2 separate regions of the Zea mays genome follow, and region 2 is linked to region 1. Evidence: chromatin contacts called from public Hi-C data. All regions are on one chromosome and are shown on one strand. Each heading gives the region's core, a stretch centred on a gene start, on an enhancer-like site or on the middle of the called end of the contact. The rest is flanking DNA. Distances are from core to core; before and after follow the strand shown.

Region 1 (2,801 bases), core at 174-2,673:
AACCATATTATGCTGTTATTTGTTCAGCACAACAAGAACAGAGATAAATAGATATATCATGCATATAGAGCGTCCACACTATTGCACAAACTGATACAAACTATTTTTCAAACTACATAGATACATACATTATGAGCATACCACCAGTGTTACACTAGATTTAAAAATACTGCATACTAATGCAAGCATAGTTAGGAAGTACAAATACTGCAAATCTGCTAGGCAGATAGCTGAGTGGCCTGACCAATATAGATGTATTCCTTCAGCCTTCAATAGCGATGGCCTTATTTACCATAAGCCCATAACCAAATCGTGCAGCCAACATCTTGATTTCATTTTCCATCACATCATGATTTCTTGATCTCCCATCTTCCAGAATATCTCAGGGCATTTGTAGTCCCACATTACAGGTGATGGTAGATGACAGGGGCTACTGCTGCACGTCTTCTCTTTCCCTTCAGCAATACTCAGCAAGTTAGGTGCATGTGGTGCCTCAATCTCCTTCCATATCTGATCCATGGGATATCCATCCATGACACTCTGTGTGTTCTCGAGGGTGCTGGTGACACAGCTACCATTGTGAGTGTCACCACTGCCCATCCCAATGACTGGAATGGTGTCAAGAAGGCAGGTTTGGTATGTCAGTGAGGAGGATGAGGATGAAGGTGATGGCATGCCCATCTTCCTCTCCTGTGCCTTCTTTCTCATGTGTGTTCTCCAGTAGTTCTTGATCTCATTGTCTGTGCGCCCTGGCAGCCTCCTTGCTATCCTAGACCACCTACATATGGAGAATTTGAATGAGCTTCATCTTCACCTAAATTTAGTAACCGAGAAAAACTGCTGTCTAGAAAAACTTCTTCAAATCAAACCTGTTCCCCCACCGAGCATGGAGCTCAATGATAATGCGCTCTTCTTGTGGTGACATGCGGCCATGCTTGAGGCCAGGGTGAAGATAGTTCACCCAGCGCAGGCGGCAGCTCTTTCCTGTCCTGTTGAGGCCTGCATGAACATAGAGAATGTATAGTATGAAGAAGGCTGGTTAGACAGGAAGACATTCGTGTTTGCGACTTTGCGCTAAGGATAGCAAAATAGCTACCTAAGTTGTAGTTCTCCAACCCCTCAAACCTGAGACTTGAGCAATGAAGTCCCAACGATGGTCACCAAACAGGCGGACAGTGCATACCAGCTGAATGTCCTCCTGCTCTGTCCATGGCCCCTTACGCATCTCCTCTCTCACAGTCACCATGTTACTACCACACTAACGTTGCTCGCTTCTACCTTGGATAGGTTGGGAACCAGTCTTGGTGTTCTTCCTCCTCTGTGTGCTTGTGGGCTCCAGTTCCAGGTTCAAATCCTTGATGAACTCCAGCCTGATAGGAAGAAGGTAGCTATAGGGAGAAGAAGCCACTATGTCTTATGCTTTGTGCTGAATTGCTGTCTTTAGCCACTCTTTTATAGGCAACAGGACAAGCTCTTCCCTCTCAATAAATAAATAAATAGAAGTGGAATCAGTTGTGCGGTCACATGACGTGGTGCATGTGATTTTAGAGAATCCTATAGATCCTATCATCACTAGGTTTGTGCTCAGACTGTGCTAAGAAATTTTGCTTCTCTTGGTTATTGCTTTGAGTAACATATTATAGTAGGGAATTGTTGATACTGCTTTGTTTATAATGGGTTCAGAATAACGCTTGTCTCTTATATGTTGGCTCTGTGGGTTGACTTCAATCATTTTGACATAAAACAACAAAGCTGTTCTTTTTCTTTGTTACCTCGTTTATACAGAAGAAATATGTGTAACGATATGTTTTCTCATGTTTCACACAAAAGGGGAGAAACATTTGTGGCTATCTTTACTGTGATGATTTTAGTATGCTCTAAGCATTATTACCTTTAGCATCTTATTCTTTGATAAAAGGAATAGACATCTGGCTCTGAAGTCTTAAGTGGATACTGGTGCTTGCTTTAGGTAACCCATAACGATGCCATGCTTTATACCTGCACCTTCAATTATGTCGACAATGTCCAATCATTTTTATTTTCCTTTTCTAGATGCTTCACGGGTATTATAAATGGGTCGCTGCAGGTTTTTTTCTACAAACTGAGAAAAAAATGTACCCTTTCTTCTCTTGATATGAACCTTTTACCTGGTGGGTTATGACAGTTGATTGACCATTCAGAAATTCTTAATGCTAATCCATGATTTGCTTGCTACATATGTACATTCAGAATCACAAACCATGTATGCAGTGTAGCAAACTTTTTAGGAACTGGTGCTTATTTCCTTTCCCCTGGAAGTGAAAAGGTTTTGCTTCCATCTCATGTCAGCAATTATCCTAAGCATAGCAAAAAATTGTCACAAACGCACCTTCAACAGAAACAATACTCAAATTCACAAAACACATATTCTTCCACTGAGGGTGCCACGTAAAAAAAAAGCCCTTTTGGTATTAGTTGAGTTGAACCACATAAAAGTAACATTTGTGTGTCTGTATGTACTAGAACTAAAATGACTTGTACCATTACCATTATGCAGAGGTTTTCTGATTTAGTGATGATACCACTGTAGCATATCTGCAGTGTCTCAGTTGTATAAAAAAGTAAAAAAAATGTGATGTTTTCTAACAGATTTTTAATTGAAGAAATAGATCTATCAACTAATTAATAAATCGGTTCAAGTAAAATACTCATGATGACCTATTTTTTGCCCATCTTATAGTTCTACCAAAAGCAATATTTTTGTGCTAAAACATGTGATAAATAAATGAACAAACCATATTAAGATATAATTTAGTTCCACA
Region 2 (2,801 bases), core at 126-2,625, 210 kb before region 1:
CAGCCGTGGAAGAAGAATGTATGTTTGGGGTGTCATTAGGATGAGAAACATTACACCATATTAAATCACACTATATATATATATATATATATAAACGAATTGTTGGTCTTGCTTTCTTCCTATTTGTATGTGATTTCTTTTAAAAAACAAAAGGCGGGTCTATTGGATAAGGGATCATCTCTATATATAGTTTCTTAACTATATTTATGACACCAAAGCTTACATGCAATTTTTTTACTATCTATTGTATTCGGAAAAGCCATCCGGAATATTTGGGTTGAAGCTTGTATCACGAGAAATTGGGCCGAATCCTTGTGAAAAAAAAAACCAAATTGGACCTCACTCATTTGTCCGTTCATCTTGCACCTGAACTGGCCGAAAGGCCGAGACGGCCCACGGACCACCTGCACTGGTTGCGGCCATGGGAGGCATCACCATCACCATCACCATCACCATCACCATTCACCAACGTGTTGGGTGTAGGTTGCGTGTGTGGCTACGAAGGAAGAGCAAGCAGCAGCTGCCCAACCAACTGACACCAACCAAGCATGCATCTACCGGTCAGCAGGCCCATTCCATTCACCTGCCACCAAACTCGTCTTCCCTTCACTTGCAATGCACCTCAAAACTAAGGCCTCCTTTGGAAAGGAGTATTACTAAAACATAGTGATGAGAAAAATTATAGAAATAGAGTTGTATGTCATGAAGGATTCCATAGAAAAAATTTCAAGAGGTTGGACCTCATGTTAAAGGATGTTTGACATTTCTAATTTTCCAAAAGAAAATAAACTAATTTCGTTTGGTAAAATAGGGTTACCAAGTTAGCTCTAAAAATCCTCCAAAATCTCACTACAAGGCTCGATTTTATAGGATTTATGACAACTCAATCATTTGTTCCAAAAGAATATATGAAATTTTTGCATAGAGTTTTTAATCTTTCAAAATTCCTTCACTTTTTCTCTTTTTTCCAAAGAAGGTCTAACCATTCCTTCCTTCCTTCACCACGAGGTCAAAGCACGAGTTATTAATACCCGCACGTAGTGTTTGACACATTGCACACAATCTTGTGCAGTACTAGTATCCCACCCCAATTTTCTCCCCTAGGAACACAGTTTTGGACTTTCAAAAAAGCAAAACAAAAGGAAGAGAGGACTTGTCCATGTACAATAATACTACTTCAACACACATAATGTTAATTAAGATGGACAATTACTATTTCGTAATATTTATTTATATCTATCACTGCACTGCAGCGCTGTGATGCTTATGTTTTTTTTTAAAAAAAAAGGGTTAAAATCCATGTCCATTTCTGTGTAACGACCACTACTTAGATCCCATCTAACCCATGCATTTCTGAATCTCTCTCTACATAAACAAAAACCAGTCCTTTGTTCTTCTTCCCCCGGCACGCCCAGCGCCAGTCACCAACCTTCCACTCCCTCCCTCCGTCGCCATGGCGCGCAAGAAGATCCGGGAGTACGACTCCAAGCGCCTCCTCAGGGAGCACCTCAAGCGCCTCGCCGGCATCGACCTCACCATCCTCTCCGCCCAGGTCAGTCCGTCCGCGTCGCCTCCCTCCCTCCCACCCCCTTTCTGTCTGACCGGCGTTCCTCTCCGCACTGGATCTGTCGCCGTGTTGTCTCGGTTCACGTGATCCGGCTTCGGGCGGTGCAAAGATCCGGTTTTCATGAGCGGCCGGCCCGACGGATTTAAGCAGCCGCATTCCTATGATTTTATTATCACTGAACCGTTGCGTCAATCGGTAGAAAATGTGGCGTGTTACGAACTACCCCTATATAGTATGGGGATCTAGACAGACAGAGAAGGAGAAACATGGGAAAAGGTGCGATTTTTTTTCTTTTACTTTTGTATCCAATCGATATGAGCTACCGTTGCTTGCTGCAGTCCAGTGGCAGTAGGTGAGTAGAACTGTTTATTTTGCCGGATCTGCTGGTTGTTTGCCCGTGCGGTGTCATTTGCTTTACTCAGGCCAGTCTAAAGTAGTCTGAAGCAGCTTGGATCCGTAGGACAGTGACAGGGGCGCTCAGATTGTTGAATCTGGGGGTATCTGGGTATTTTTAAGTAACTTCATTTACAAAGACATCCATGATCACCGGTTTCAATTTCTAGTATAAAATTGGACTCTGGGTGGTTCCAGTCTTATTCTAGGACTGATGATTGGACACAGTGTCATGTCGTCAGATGATAATAACAAGTCAAGACTGAATTTCTGTGCCTTGCTTAATGATAGATCACGCAATCAACGGACTTCGCGGAGCTTGTGAGCCAGCAGCCATGGCTGTCAACCATGAAGCTAGTGGTGAAGCCTGATATGCTGTTCGGGAAGCGTGGGAAGAGCGGCCTCGTGGCTCTCAACTTGGATTTCAATCAAGTCAAGGAGTTTGTCAAGGAGCGGCTGGGGGTTGAGGTATAGTAGTTGCTTGTGTGAAAAATAACCTGTCCTCCAGACATGCTACATGAGTTGATTTTGTGTCATGTGATCCATTAATTTTTCAGGTTGAGATGGGTGGCTGCAAGGCTCCAATCACGACCTTCATCGTCGAGCCATTTGTGCCACATGATCAAGAGTACTACCTTTCGATTGTCTCAGAGAGGTTGGGCAGCACCATCAGCTTCTCAGAGTGTGGAGGGATTGAGATTGAGGAGAACTGGGACAAGGTTAAGACTATTTTCCTTCCTACTGAGAAGCCAATGACGTCTGATTCATGTGCTCCTTTGATTGCAACCCTTCCATTGGAGGTACTTGTTGCTTTCCTCCTCAGCTCTAACCTCAATACCTC

The links. A called contact is a pair of places that touch in the nucleus more often than the background predicts.
Region 2: a Hi-C map of tassel shows a contact between it and region 1, with 1.9 times the contacts expected there. The contact joins the promoter of LOC100273868 here to the promoter of LOC100283510 in region 1. A contact is called at or near these places in 2 of 25 Hi-C or Micro-C datasets (ear and tassel).

The regions. Positions count from the first base shown.
Region 1 is chr4:1,836,421-1,839,221 of Zm-B73-REFERENCE-NAM-5.0, reverse strand. LOC100283510 (MYB59) reads right to left here and starts at 1,423. Exons shown (of 3, transcript NM_001412556.1): 1 at 1,097-1,423; 2 at 870-999; 3 at 53-778. The coding sequence starts at 925. The coding sequence ends at 343. The region is part of intron 2 of LOC103652679 (a long non-coding RNA gene); the gene reads left to right.
Region 2 is chr4:2,045,010-2,047,810 of Zm-B73-REFERENCE-NAM-5.0, reverse strand. It overlaps LOC100273868, which reads left to right and starts at 1,375. Exons shown (of 11, transcript NM_001148264.2): 1 at 1,375-1,552; 2 at 2,252-2,428; 3 at 2,518-2,760. The coding sequence starts at 1,454. It overlaps LOC100277820, which reads right to left and starts at 81. Exons shown (of 21, transcript XM_020551456.2): 1 at 1-81.